Regions from separate parts of the Mus musculus genome. Here regions 2, 3, 4 and 5 are each linked to region 1. The links are chromatin contacts, called in public HiChIP or PLAC-seq and promoter capture Hi-C maps. All regions are on one chromosome and are shown on one strand. Each heading gives the region's core, a stretch centred on a gene start, on an enhancer-like site or on the middle of the called end of the contact. The rest is flanking DNA. Distances are from core to core; before and after follow the strand shown.

Region 1 (2,700 bases), core at 141-2,640:
TGTGAGCCAGAGAAAACCCGGCACTAGGGAGGCAGAGGCAGGAGGATCTCCATGAATTCCAGGCCAGCCTGGGCTACATGATGAGCACTTGTCTCAAGAAAACAGAGAGCCGGGTGTGGTGGCACACGCCTTTAATCCCAGCACTCAGGAGGCAGAGGCAGGCAGATTTCTGAGTTTGAGGCCAGCTTGGTCTACAAAGTGAGTTCAAAGACAGCCAGGGCTACACAGAGAAACCCTGTCTCGAAAAACCAAAAAACCAAAAAACCAAAAAAAAAAAAAAAAGAAAGAAAGAAAGAAAGAAAGGAGGAAAGAAAGAAAGAAAGAAAGAAAGAAGGAAAGAGAGAGAGAGAGAGAGAGAGAGAGAGAGAGAGAGAGAGAAAGGAAGAAAGAAAGAAAACAGAGAACAATAACCCAGCAAAACCAGGACCTTCCCTCTAACCAGACCATGTCAGGTCTTTAGTCATAGTCTGGGGACTGACCTGGGAATCCGAAGGACAGTGATGCTGGAAAAGAACTGAGTCCCACTTCCTTTGCACCCAAGCAGAGACAGCGCATGTCCCTGCCTCTGAACTTCAGTCACAGCTGATTATGGCGGGAGCACTAGTCACACCAAACAATACGAGAGCCCTGATTGGCCACAAGGAATTGGGGAGCAAGGTTCAGAGGGGGCAAGGCCTTTCTGAGGGTGGCACAGTAGAGATACAGAGATGGCACTGAGCAAGATGCCAGGCATCTAGTTCAAGGAAGGCAAAGAATCCTTGTAGTTGTTTCCTTGATCTCCTCACTAGCATAATAGTCCTCAATTGTTACTGCATCCACAGTTCAGAGCTACAAAATGACACTGCACATGATGAGGACCTGTCCAGACAGGAGAGAATGGATCCAGGTATCTCCATGGTATCAGGTTGGGGAGGGGAAGGGAGTTCCTCAGTCTGTGTGAGTTTTGGGAGGGTGGATCCCCTTACCAAAATACAAGTTCCTATCTCTTCTTGAGTTTTATTTGTCCTCTGGGGTAGGCATACTGAGATGAGCCCAGCCAATCGGAGCCCCGAGTCCGTATGGCCACGCCACAAGCCCACAGCTGACGGGAGCAACAGCATTCTGCTTCCCTGGGGTGGTGAGAGGCTGCTCTGTCAACGGGAATCCTATGCCTGAAGTCTACTGTTGTGCTCAGATGCCAAGTTAGACTCAGTTTCCCTGTTCATGAACTGACATCAAATGAGGCGAATGACCTGGGCTCCTCTGGGAATGACCTAAGTCAGGGATCAAGTAATGCTCCACCAGCCACCAGTCTGCAACAGCCAAAGGGATTTATGACAATGACGTCATAAAGGTCGGAAGCGTCCAGAACCCCGAGGTGTCATCCTCAGAACTTGTCTCCTGGACATCATGTGGGCTGAACTGTCGCCGGGAGCCTCTTCCGCTTGAGGCCCCCGAGTTCGGCCACAGTAGGCGCCGCTCCCACCCGGCCACGGGATCCCCGCGTGGCTCCGGAGATGCCCGAGGGGCTTCAGTACCGTCCCACCAGGGACTCATCGGAGCTCGGGAGCCGGAGGTAGGGACTGCCATGGCGCGGTTTGCGTGGACCCGGGTAGCCCCAGTGGCCCTGGTGACTTTCTGGCTGGTCCTGTCCCTGTCGCCCACGGACGCTCAGGTTAACTTGAGCTCTGTGGACTTCTTGGACCTCCCGGCGCTGCTTGGGGTTCCTGTGGACCCCAAGAGGGCACGCGGATACCTGCTGGTGGCCCGGCCGGCCGACGCCTGCCACGCCATCGAGGGCCCCTGGCCCGACAACCACTCACTGGACCCACTAGTGCTGGTCCGGCCCCTGGGCTGCTCCTGGGAGCAAACAGGGCGGCGAGCACAGAGAGCTGGAGCCACAGCAGCCTCAGTGGGCCCTGAGGCCCCAGGGCAGCTGCGCGAGTTTGAGGACTTGGAGGTGACCGTACGCTGCGACCAGCCAGCCCGCGTGCTGCTGCCTCACGCGGAACCCTGCCCCGACCCCGAGTGTCACCCTGTAGTGGTTGCATCCTGGGCGCTCGCCCGAGCCCTGGCCCTGGCCGCATCTACGCTGTTCGTGCTGCGGCAGCTGTGGCCGTGGGTCCGGGGCTTGGGTAGCCGGGGCACCGCGGTGAAGACGCAGACATGCCAGAAGGCACAGGTGCGCACGTTCACGCGCCTCAGCGACCTGTGCGCCATCTGCCTGGACGACTACGAGGAGGGGGAACGGCTCAAGATCCTGCCTTGCGCACATGCGTACCACTGTCGCTGCATCGACCCCTGGTTCTCGCGCGCCGCGCAGCGTTCATGCCCCCTGTGCAAACAGTCAGTGGCCAGCACTCACGACGGTTCCACGGACGGCAGCGTAGGCGGCGAGGAACCACCCCTCCCCGGACACCGCCCGCCCATCTGGGCCATCCAGGCCCGGCTGCGCTCCCGCAGGCTCGAGCTGCTAGCCCGGACAGTCCCCTGCCGTCGCTGCAGCAGCACCACGTCTCTGGGGGTGGCGGAGAACGTGGCGCAGTCAGAAGCGACTTCCGAGCTCTCCTGACCCCAACTGACGCGGGAAGGGCGGAAACCAGGCAGGGGAGGTTGGGGGTGCCCAATAAAGCGTGTTTGAATCTGGATAGTTTCCCGCTTTCCTGCACTGCGTTGAAGGAACCAGTGGAGCTGGACACGGCCTCTGTGTAGCCATGCCAA
Region 2 (2,700 bases), core at 66-2,565, 210 kb after region 1:
TAACTGGAACTCGCCAACTCCGAAGCGGACTGGAACCTCTCAAGTCCCAGGAGGGAGAACTCGGTCACAGAAGGCAGGGGCCCCCGCGCACGCACACACACACACACACACACACACACCACTCAGGACTCCCCCAAAGTTCCAGACCCGTGCCTCCCGCGCGCGTACTTAGAGCAAGACACCCCCCCGCCGTGGCCATGGCAACCGGCAGTCCGGGCCGGGCCACCCGTTAGCGCGCGCTTGTGGCCACAAACTCACCTGAACCCCACCCACAGCTGGCTGCCCTAACTTCCCCTCGGGACACAGACCCTGGCCTCCCGGAAAGGCGCTTTAAAGACCCGGGAGGCACAGAGCCCACGCCCACATCCGCCGCCGCCGCCCAGGCCAGACCCCTGGAGCCCCGCCGTTTAAGTTCCGCCCTTCCCGGAGAGCTCGCTGCTGATTGGCTCCTCCCGGGCTACGTGCCCCGCCCTCCTCGCATGCGATTGGCCTAGATGACCTCGGAGACGCCTGGGCGCGCGAAACCCGACTCGGGCGCGACAATTGAATCTCGGGGAGTGTCCGCTCTTAGGCGTGGAGCCGCGTGCACTTCCCCGCCGGACCCCACGCGTTTCCCGCGAACTTTAGCGGCACCCAGGAGAGTGAAAAACCAGGTGCAGCGTGGAGGATTCCTCTCAAGTTGCCCCTCAACGGATGCAGAAGCACGCATGCGCAGTGGCTGTGCAATGCCCCGAGCCACGCGCGGGAAACTTATGCCAAGTTTTCGGGTCTAACCGTGTGCACAGGGCCGGAGAGGGAGGCTCAGCGTGGAGGACACAACTCGGATTCCTCTTACAAGAGGTGTGGAACCCACGCGTGGGCAATGGCCCTCTGCAGATCTCACCCCACGCGCGGGAAAGTTTTGCAAAGCTCCCCCCCACGACCCGGGCCGTCAACGTAGTGCGCCTGACCAGTAAGAGGGCTAAGCGTAGAAGACACCCATCGGATCCCCTGAAGCAAGCCCCCGCAGCCTTGTGTGAGAAGGGTTCCTTTCAGTTTTGCGTGGTGCCCCGCGTGCCACTGTGTGCATAGAACGCGCTCTTCCACTCACCTCTCTCACGGCGGCGATCCGCACTCTCCTCTCCCTTGGAACGCCTGGTTCTAGGCTAGGGCTCTGCGGCTGGGTGACCCAGAAGGGAGCCGCGTGAGTGGCTGAAGACCCAAGTGAGCACTAGAGCGCGGGTTCCTTCCAGCTGCTAGGACTTTTTTTCCCGCGAAAACTCAGGGCGTTTTTATTAGTGTGCACAGGCTGCTGCGGGAGACTTCCACCCCAATTGGGTGGGGAGGGCTCTTGATTCCTGATTGGCTGGCGCTGTGGCGGGAAGCGAGAAAGCAAGTGGGGCGTCCGCATGACTAAGGATCTACCCCACCCCCGGCTCCGCCCAACGGGCCATGGACTTTCCCTGCCGGCTATGCTCACTTTACCAAGAAGGCCCAGTTCCCCCACCATGTAAACCTCATAGCATTCCTGGGAGAGGAGAAAGGGACACCACCACCACCCCGAGACTTCTGACCACACTACATGTCTATTCCTTCTGAGCTGGACAAACTTTGACCTCTTAATCTAAGCAACCCTGAATCTATATTCATATCCCCTAGGGGAACTTGAGGGGTGCCTCCCCACCAGATACCCTGCACCCCATGTCAGGTCTGAGCTCATTGAGTAACAGAACACTACAGATGGTCTCTCATGCTACCCATCCGCAGGGCTTCTTTTCCTGCCTGGTTTCCCCACCCCCACCCTGCCGGTCAGCAAGCTGTCCAGGCGTGCAGGGCCTCCCTGCCCCCTCCACCCCGGCGGCCTGCTCTGTTCTAACCATTCTTGGCGGACACTTGGCGCGCGCTGGGCATCTGTGCAATAACTAGTGGATAGAGAAACCAGAGTTAGGGGGCCCAACTGCTTGTGAGGCACACCCTCCCCTCCAGCATTTGCCATCTCTGGGAAAGCAAATCCTGACCTAGAAAACAGTGGAGAAGAAAATAATGAACATAGAGGACAATTCCAGGTACATCCACAAGTCATGAGGTCAGAAGTGACCAGTGGCCACGTGGGGGCTGGGACAGAGGCACTTCCGGCTGAGGAAGCCAAGGACACATGAGGTATAAAGAAGGCTTAGAGGGGAAGGCAGGAGGAGGCACCTGGACTGGAACAAGTAAGGCATCAGAGGCCGAGTGAAGGACGTTGGTTTTAAAGGTCCTTAGCAGAAAGACTTCCAATTTTTGTTTAACTGTGTTTGTTTTTTAAAAGAGTCTCACATAGCCCAGGCTAGCCTTCAACTTGCTCTGTAGCTGAAGATGACTTAGAACTCCAGAGCCTCTTGCCTCCATCTTGCTAGTTCTGGGCTAACAGGTATTGCACTAACCCCAGACCATTTGTGGGGCTCGGTAGAAGTTGTCCCTCCAAAGATGTTTCAAGTATCTTTCCGTGAGCCCCAAAGGTCTCCAGGCCCTCACCTCTCACCTCCAAGAGCTGGGAAAACAGGGATTTCTAATGGTAAGGAAAGATTTCCCAGATGGTCATTAGCCTCCTGACACCCTCCTGGCACTCAGGCACTTGGAAAGTAAAGCCAGGAGGATCAGGGGTCGAAATCCATCCCTAGCATGGGCTACAAAGACCATCTCAAAAAAATGCATGTAACAAAGATAATTAACATTAAAGGT
Region 3 (2,700 bases), core at 81-2,580, 190 kb after region 1:
CCCGGACCCCCCAACCTTCTGCAACCAAGATCCTCAGCGCCTATGAAGGTGCTGGCACCAGGCTGCAGGCTGAGCAAATCCCACTTGGTTACAGGGAAAGATACACTCTTTCTTTTTGCTTTTTGAAACATACCGGATCCATCCTCTCCATAGTTGAAAAAAACTAGCAACTACTCCGGCAAGACACTTCCCCAGGTGTTAATTATTAAAGCGATGCCATCCTCCGCCCCGCCCCCCCCCCTTTCAGACAGATGGGACAAGGAACCGCGATGCCCGAACCGTAATGGCCAAACCGCACCAGTTACAGCATCAAATCTGCAAACCTGGAATCCCTTATACTCTCAGCTGGCTGACCGAAACCCCTAACAGAACCCCCAAAACCCCCCAGGATATGGCAGTAGGAAAGCCACCCCCAGCTGTCCCCAGCTTTGCCAAGCTTCCCTGTCTGCCGGGATGCCCTGGACTAGTGTGCACGCGGAAAACTGCACATTTCATGGCTTACAGAAAGAAGGGAGCTGGAAAGCAAAGAGACCAGGGTACAGAAGCGAGGTGGAAAGGCTGCCATTGCAATAGCAGATACGTGTACTATTTATTTTCATTTTTAAAATGCAGATTATATGGTGATTTACAGATTCTGGACATGCGGGGGTCAAGTTTGCAAGGCCATGATGGGTGAGTGTTTGGAGGGGACAGCTCCAAACCAAAGGGAACCAAAATGCAAGCGGCGGGGAGCAGGGACTTGGAGTGGGTTTTTTATTTTTAAGGATTTGGGGTTGTTGAAGGGATGGCTGGACCGGGCCACCCACGCTGTCATCTTTTGTGCCCTGGAAAGGGGACGCGGCGCCCCGCCCCCGCCCCGCCTTTGTCCGGCCCCATCGTCAACCCCCCCCACCCACCCCCAAAAAAACACACCCTCCTTTCCCAGGCACACAATCGTTTTGTCGATCAACAAACAGCAGCTTCGCCCGAACGGACAAAAGCGCGGCGTACTCCGCCGCCCTGAGGAGCCGAGTAGGCCGCAGCCAAAGCCTCGGCCTGGAGTGCGCGCGGCGGCCCAAGGTGCGGCGTGGGGGCAGGCATGGCGGCCGCGCGGCCCCCCAAAGGGGCCTGGAAGCTGCTGAGCGCCGCCACGGATCGCACACTCACTCACCTGGCGCAACGCGCGGCCCGGGCCGCAGACAGCAGGCTGAGCGGCGCGTGCCCGGCCGTCTCGCGTCGCCCCCGCCGGCCCTCACTCGCTCGCCCCGGCCACTGGGCTCCGAGCTTCGCCCGGTCTCTTTGCTCCTTCGATGGTTCGCTCGCTCGCGGCCGAGCCCTCAGCAAGAGCCCGGGGCGGGGAGGCGAAGCTTCAGAGGGGCGGGGCGACGGCTCCTACTCGGCCGCCATTGGGCATTCAGCCCACGCCCGCACGCTGATTGGTGGCGGCTGACAGCTCCACCCCTCCCCTCATCAACACCGAGCGGCCCCGCCCTCCGCGACCTGGGGCGGGAGCAGGCACTCGATTTCTTCCCTTCATTGGTCCAACCCCGAGGACGTGCCGGCACCCACTCACGTGCCTAGTGACCGGCTCAGCTTTCAGTGGGTACGAAGCATGCCCGTCAAGATGCACACAGCCAATCCGGCTGCGGTCGGGTGTAGGATAGCCCCGAGCTCACGCAGATTGACAAGCGCGTTCTCAGACTTTACTGAGACAAACGCGGATTGGTGTTTGGTACCGGTCTCTGGGTGCCGAATGGTTGCGACTGAATGTCAATCGCTGTCTTGCTGCTCCAGACTCCACCCTGTGATCGGGCGGCTGCTGAGTACGTGATTTCCTGCACAACATCAGCTCTGGGTCCGGAGACAGTGGTTCGAAACCCAGTAGTTCTAGATCTAGAGTCAGAATTTGAGCCCAGCTTTGCAAAAGGCCGAACTAGGGTAAGAGGATCTCAAAAGCGTTCCATATTGCCCTCCCCAAACGTTCATGAGTTCCCTAAAACGTGCGCGACTTGGTCCACCCCACCCCCCACCTTGAACTGATAGCTGTACCCATGGAAAGCGTTGCAATAACTCAGTGGAAGAGGATTCAATTATCTACTTCTCAAAATGTCCTAGGTCCTACTCTCTAGCTCAGCGTATTGCAAATTGGAGGCCTGGGCACCCAAATTCCAGCTACAGGTGTCCAAGCCCCTGCTCCACACAATTGTTTCCATCTCTTCATTGTGCGATGTGAAGGGAACAGCATCACCACACCAGTCACCCTGCACTCAAGAGCATTTAGTTAAGGTCTGATATCATCCCCATCAATATGCATTTATAATTTTAAATTTTTATTATTTTGTATATATGTGTGGTATATACCTCTACAGGTCAGAGGGCAACTCTGGAGTTTGTCATCTGGGTTGTTAGGCTTCACTGCAAGCTCTTTTATCCAGAGCCTGCTTTGCAAACTACCATTACGGCTTCTATACTTGAGCAAGCAGAGGTGACAACATTCCTGTTTTATGGGGTAGACTAGAAATCCTTCTACTTTAATATCTAACATCTGGAAAGTACCCTCCTTAGAGCAGGTTCTTTGTGCACCCAAGATATTTGTTCTACCCCCCTAGTCTGTTGCTAATTCACTAACTCTCAAGGTTACACATAAATTATTCCAAGCTAGACGAGTCTTGAATTGTTTCCATTGCTCTTCATTGTGCAATGTAAAGAGAACAGCCATCA
Region 4 (2,700 bases), core at 142-2,641, 240 kb after region 1:
GCTTTAGTTTGGATAACTGGAGAACAGCATCTTCCTTCCTTACAGCCTTCACTGGCTAACAGACAAACATGAAAGATCTAAGAAGCAGGATAGGAGTTGTATTCTGGGGCCTGGGAACATGAACTCAGTCTTGACCCTGCCAGCAAGATAGAACTTGTTTCTGAGATGGCTGGACTCAGGAAACTGTCTCCTAAAGATGTGACCAAGAGCAAACACTTGATGTCAACCTCCAACTTACACAAATACGTGTGCATATGTAAGCATGAAAATGTGGAGAAGTCCGTCTGCTACCTGCTTTGGGGAGATGAGTGTCCAGAGTCTGGGAGAGATTGAGTTCAGTGGCATGAGGCAGATACTCCTGCCTAGACTCCCCAGCAAGAGGGTGGGGTGGTTCTCCTTTGTGCACCTCATCTTCCAGTCATAGTCCTCTGGGAACTGCTGCTTTTCTGTTTTCACAATTTAGTTTTATCAGTTTTAAAACATGCCATAGGGCTGGAGAGATGGCTCAGTGGCTAAGAGCACTGGCTACTCTTCCAGAGGTCCCCGAGTTCAACCCCTAGCAACCACATCCATCAGATGTGGCTCACAACCGACTGTAATGAGATCTGATGCCCTCTTCTGGTGTATCTGAAGAGAGCCAGAGTGTACTCATACGTAAAATAAATAAATAAAGCTTTAAAGTATGCCTGTAATCTCACCATCTAGCTGAGCTAGGAGGATAGCCCCAAGTCCCAGTATGCATACACAGACCGTTTCTCAAAAGTAAATACCCAGAAATCTCCGACAAATCTTTGTGTTGTGTCTCTGTGACGGCTCAGCAAGTAATGGTACTTGCGGTTCTTTGACCTACATTCATACATGCCTGCATGCACATACATACACACAACACCAAGTAAAATCAAGTAAAGAATTAAAAATATTTACAACCTAACAGTTGTATAAAACCTTGTGGCCTCCAGCACTTCTGTTTACTTATCTTGTATGAACTTATTTTTGAGATGGAGGTCTCACTCTGTGGGTCAGGCTTCCTTGGAACTCTGGGCAATCTCTCTGCTTTAGTTTTCTGTGTGATGCTGGACTGACAAGTGTGAGTCATCAGGTTCCCAGTGCACTTAGCCACATGGTGCTTTGCGAATCCCCAGAGTATGTCACTAGCTGAGCTCTTTGGCTAACAGCTTAAAGTTCTCTGTGGGCGGAGGGTTCCTTCTTCCTTTCCCCAGCTCTGGCCTCACAAAGTACAAGTCCTGCCTAGTTCCACGTGGCGCCAGGACACTGGGCGGGAGGGCAGGGCTTGGCTCAGCTAGATAAGATTACACGCTGACTTCATCCCCCCCCTACCCCCCCCCCCAGACCCGGAAGGGAGGAAGGGGCGGAACCGAACGCTCCCTCCTCCCTTCTCTCTCCTCCTCCTCCAGCAGCCACCAGGGACCGGGAGATCTACCAGCTCAAGACCCCTACAGCCAGGTAGGATGAAGGCAGAGGGAACAGGACGGCGGGCCGGCGGGCATAGGGTCGGGAATAGATGCTGGGCCGGCCACCTGCAGGCTGCCAGGTTCCTCAAGTTCTTTCCCATGGATACTCAGATCCGCAATCCAACTCCTAACTCCCAAACCAGCCCTGTGACCCTGGGTGCTCGCTCAGTTCCTAGTTACCCCCCCCCCCCCCCAACCTCCATGGCTAGATCTTCTAAGTCCCAGGTCTTCTCCAGCCCCAACAGCGAATCCTCAACCCTCTCCACCCTCAATCCCTCCCGTTGTCGCTATTTCCTGATCAGATCTGCTTTCTCTACCTCAATGTTCCCTGTCAAAATTCCTGCCCCAGACTAACACAGACACCATCTACTACTACCTGTGGGGACTGGCTTGCTGCACCTTCTACAGTCAACTATTTCCGGCCCCTGGATACATGCAAGGTCACCCTGGCAGTACAAAGTCCCTGAGTTCCAGAGCTGACAGTCAGCAGAGCCTGGAGGAGGGCCCCCCTGTGCCAGAGACTAAGTTCTGCCAGGGAGAGAAGGCCAGGGAAGAAAGAAAGAGGCCTATTTACCCCATCCACTCACCATCCACCCATCCTGGTTTCTGCTGTTCTGGGGATATCACACAGTCTCTTAGGCATGCTGGATGCTTTTTTTTTTTTTTTTTTTTTTGAGACAGGGTTTCTCTGTGTAGCCCTGGCTGTCCTGGAACTCACTCTGTAGACCAGGCTGGCCTTGAACTCGAAATCCACCTGCCTCTGCCTCCCAAGTGCTAGGATTAAAGGCCTGAGCCACCATTGCCAGACTGGCATGCTGGATGAGTGCTTTACCCACTGAGCACATCTCCTCCCTCTTCCTAACTCTCCCCTCCCCCTCCCCTTCTCCTTCCCTCCTTCTTTCTCTCTCTCTCCTTACTCTCCCCTTTCCTCTTCCCTCTCTCTTAAAAATAACTACCTTTATTTTTGTGTCATTTGTGTTATTTGTATCTTTTTTTTTTTTTTTTTTTTTTTTTGGTTTTTGAGGCAGGGTTTCTCTGTGTAGCCCTGGCTGTCCTGGAACTCACTTTGTAGACCAGGCTAGCCTTGAACTCAGAAATCTACCTGCCTCTGCCTCCTGAGTACTGGGATTAAAGGCGTGCGCCACCACGCCCAGCTGTGTTATTTGTATCTTAAGACAGGGTGTATCACTATGCTGACCAGGCTGACCTGGAACTTACCTAAGTGGAC
Region 5 (2,700 bases), core at 5-2,504, 160 kb before region 1:
GTGCTCAGGGAGTCAGGGCCACGGGGCAAAAGGGGGTGTGGAAGCAATTAGTATATCAGTGCTCAACCTGTGGGTTGCCACCCCTTTGGCAAATGTCTAAATAGGAAATCCAGAAACATTTACATTACCATTCATAACAGTAGCAAAGCTAGTTATGAAGAAGTAACAAAAATAATTTTATGGTTGGGGTCACCACAATGAGGAACTATATTTAAGGGTCACGGCATTAAGAAGATTGAGAACCACTGAATTAGGAAATACAGATCAGGTGGCCAAGCCTAAATCAGGGGATGTAAGCTGCACTCCAAAGGACTCTGAAGACTGGTAGGAAGAGACGTGCAGGTTCTGCAACAACTGGGTAGTCCTACCATATTCAAACCCCTTAAATGGGATGTCGACTCCAGAGGGGAGGTTTCACGGTGTCAAAAATAAAAACGGGATGTGAAGAAGCAGTTAGGAGTTTCAAGATCAGATGGCCAGGCCTAAATGGGGGGCATCAAGTGCACCTCAAAGGACCTGGAGCCCTGTGGCGGGAATAGGGGCGCCCGGTCCGGGTTTAAGCAGACCTCGGGGTGTAAGCTACAGGTCGGGGTGGCCGAGCACCTTCGCGGGATGAAGGAGAGCCGGACCTGAGCCTGAGGCTATGCCGGGGAAGGAGGCCCAGGCCCCAGGCGAGGGAAGCGGGGAAGGGAGCGTGGCGGGCTGGGCCCGCGAGCAGGCTCGGAGGTCTCGCCCGCCTCGTTCGAGGCCGCGGAGCCGCGTCTCAAGGCCCGTTGGGCTCCCCGGGCGGCCTGCGAGGCCGGAAGGCGTGGGGTGGGGGTGGGGGGTGGGAGGCGGTCGCGGCGCGGCCGAGGAGCCTCGAGGTCGGGAGGAGGCAGAAGCCGGGGCTGCCGCGAGGAACCCGGCCGGGGACCAGACTCCACGGTAGGGGGGCCCGCTGGGTGCCCAGACCGGGTGAGGCCGAACTCCCACAACCTGAAGCGCTCGCCCTTCGACTCTGGGGCTCCCTTGACTTCCCGCCCCGCGCCCGCCTGCCGCCAGCTGGCCCCCGGCGGCGCCTCCCCTACCTTCGTTCGCCAGGTCCGCCATTTTACTTCCTTAAGCCCTCCCACAAGGCCCCGCGCCCGGCCCCCGGGCTCCGAGGGCTTTCTGCTGGGAGAGTTCTGCGCCTGCGCATCCCATAAGCCAGCGCCGGTGTGAGGAGGAGGGAAGCTCGCACCCGCTAGAGCTCCGGCCGCGCGCCTGCGCAGTAACGGCTCTCCGCCCGCCTCTTCCCGCCCGCAAAGGGAAGAGGGTGTGGCTAGCGTGGCACGCATGCGCACAGGCAGCGCCAGTTTGCTATTGGTCCTGAGCTCCTAGCATTGGCAGCATGTTAAGGAGGTGGGGGGGGGGGAGGAGGATGGCCGAGCCCCACGCATGCGCAGGAGAGACGTGCCGCTGCTTGCTGTCCTGACTGCCATCCCGCCACTTTCTCTGTTTGTTTCTCTGGCGTGAGCCTAGGTAGGCTTTTTAGCGATTCCGCGTACAGGAAGGAGTGGCCCATGTCCCTGAATCAGAAGCCAGGCCCTTTCACACAGCTTTCCTATGGCTATTTGGGGTGGTTGAGGAAGAGGCAAAGTCAGAGGTCACCCTAGATTTCAAACACAGGATGTCCTAATAAAACTAGACTCTTAACCTCTCTGGGCATTAGACTTGGCATTGGTGCGCACGCCTTTAATCCCAGCACTCAGGCAGACGCAAGAGGATCTCCGTTTGAGAGCAGCCTGGTCCAGGGCTACACAGACTATGTCTTGAAAACAAACAAACAATAAGTAATAAGAAAAGATGTATTTGTGTATGAGTGCTATGTGTGTGCAGTGCCTACAAAAGGCTAAAAAAGGAAAGGCTATCCTGGAACTGGACTGTGGGTGACCGGTCTAAGCCAACTATGTGGGTGCTAAGAACTCAGGCCAGGCGTGGTGGCGTACGCCTTTAATCCCAGCACTCGGGAGGCAGAGGCAGGCGGATTTCTGAGTTCGAGGGCAGTCTGGTCTACAGAGTGAGTTCCAGGACAGCCAGGGCTATACAGAGAAACCCTGTCTGGAAAAAAGAAAGAAAGAGAGAGAGAGAGAGAGAGAGAGAGAGAGAGAGAGAGAGAGAGAGAGAGAGAGAAGAAGAAGAAGAAGAAGAAGTAAGGAAGAAAGAAAGGAAGGGAGAATGGAAAACCAAACCTATATTCACCTTTGCATACTGACAAGACACCTGAAAGCAGCTACTACGTATTTTAAATCTGGGTATACTCCTATAGATCTGTGAGATAGGGAGACACTGTCACAGTGTAGTCCAGTCTGGTCTTGAACTCAAAATTCTCCTGCCTCATCTTCCCAAGTGCTGGGGCCACAGATATAGAACTCACTCTTGCCGGGCGTGGTGGCACATGCCTTTAATCCCAGCACTTGGGAGGCAGAGGCAGGCAGATCTCTGAGTTCGAGGCCAGCCTGGTCTACAGAGTGAGTTCCAGGACAGCCAGGGCTACACAGAGAAACCCTGTCTCGAAAAAAAAAAAAAAAAAAAAAGAGCTCACTCACACTTTCTTTCTCCCCCCCCACCCCCAGTTTTGAGTATTTTATGTAGCCCAGACTGCCCTCGAAATGGCTTTGTAGATGAGGGTGCCCATGTACTTCTGATCCTCCTGCCGGCACAGCCAGAAAGTTAGGCTAA

What was found. Promoter capture Hi-C pulls out the DNA fragments that hold promoters and counts their contacts. HiChIP or PLAC-seq counts read pairs in DNA pulled down with a chosen protein or histone mark. Capture Hi-C pulls out chosen DNA fragments and counts their contacts.
Region 2: a promoter capture Hi-C map of pancreatic islet shows a contact between it and region 1. The contact joins the promoter of Uhrf1 here to the promoter of Znrf4 in region 1. A contact is called at or near these places in 13 of 39 promoter capture datasets (the 3T3-L1 cell line, the C10 cell line, the HPC-7 cell line and 8 more), 1 of 15 datasets of contacts at CTCF or cohesin (the NIH/3T3 cell line), 4 of 484 Hi-C or Micro-C datasets (embryonic stem cells and olfactory sensory neurons), 9 of 115 datasets of contacts at active chromatin or transcription factors (bone marrow-derived macrophages, effector CD8 T cells, embryonic stem cells and 3 more) and 4 of 9 other capture datasets (adipose tissue, liver, macrophages and 1 more).
Region 3: a contact with region 1 is called in a promoter capture Hi-C map of embryonic stem cells, with 4 times the contacts expected there. The contact joins the promoter of Kdm4b here to the promoter of Znrf4 in region 1. A contact is called at or near these places in 14 of 39 promoter capture datasets (the 3T3-L1 cell line, the C10 cell line, cranial neural crest and 8 more), 1 of 15 datasets of contacts at CTCF or cohesin (large pre-B cells), 1 of 484 Hi-C or Micro-C datasets (embryonic stem cells), 15 of 115 datasets of contacts at active chromatin or transcription factors (the 230-238 cell line, acute myeloid leukemia, bone marrow-derived macrophages and 10 more) and 3 of 9 other capture datasets (adipose tissue, liver and pancreatic islet).
Region 4: a promoter capture Hi-C map of pancreatic islet shows a contact between it and region 1. The contact joins the promoter of Ticam1 here to the promoter of Znrf4 in region 1. A contact is called at or near these places in 7 of 39 promoter capture datasets (the 3T3-L1 cell line, the HPC-7 cell line, the SN4741 cell line and 4 more), 1 of 484 Hi-C or Micro-C datasets (cerebral cortex), 3 of 115 datasets of contacts at active chromatin or transcription factors (embryonic stem cells, pancreatic cancer cells and thymic regulatory T cells) and 2 of 9 other capture datasets (embryonic tail and pancreatic islet).
Region 5: an HNF4G HiChIP or PLAC-seq map of pancreatic cancer cells shows a contact between it and region 1. The contact joins the promoter of Ranbp3 here to the promoter of Znrf4 in region 1. A contact is called at or near these places in 3 of 39 promoter capture datasets (embryonic stem cells and stem cell-derived epiblast-like cells), 14 of 484 Hi-C or Micro-C datasets (B cells, CD8 T cells, the N1E-115 cell line and 5 more), 15 of 115 datasets of contacts at active chromatin or transcription factors (bone marrow-derived macrophages, double positive thymocytes, embryonic limb bud and 7 more) and 4 of 9 other capture datasets (adipose tissue, embryonic stem cells, liver and 1 more).

Annotation. Positions count from the first base shown.
Region 1 is chr17:56,511,173-56,513,872 of GRCm38.p6, reverse strand. It overlaps Znrf4 (zinc and ring finger 4), which reads left to right and starts at 1,390. Exons shown (of 1, transcript NM_011483.2): 1 at 1,390-2,625. The coding sequence starts at 1,568. The coding sequence ends at 2,551.
Region 2 is chr17:56,301,952-56,304,651 of GRCm38.p6, reverse strand. It overlaps Uhrf1 (ubiquitin-like, containing PHD and RING finger domains, 1), which reads right to left and starts at 1,315. Exons shown (of 17, transcript NM_010931.3): 1 at 1,091-1,315.
Region 3 is chr17:56,324,680-56,327,379 of GRCm38.p6, reverse strand. It overlaps Kdm4b (lysine (K)-specific demethylase 4B), which reads right to left and starts at 1,330. Exons shown (of 23, transcript NM_172132.3): 1 at 1,151-1,330.
Region 4 is chr17:56,275,458-56,278,157 of GRCm38.p6, reverse strand. Ticam1 (toll-like receptor adaptor molecule 1) reads left to right here and starts at 1,391. Exons shown (of 2, transcript NM_174989.5): 1 at 1,391-1,464.
Region 5 is chr17:56,671,779-56,674,478 of GRCm38.p6, reverse strand. It overlaps Ranbp3 (RAN binding protein 3), which reads right to left and starts at 1,254. Exons shown (of 17, transcript NM_001252466.1): 1 at 1,068-1,254. The coding sequence starts at 1,089.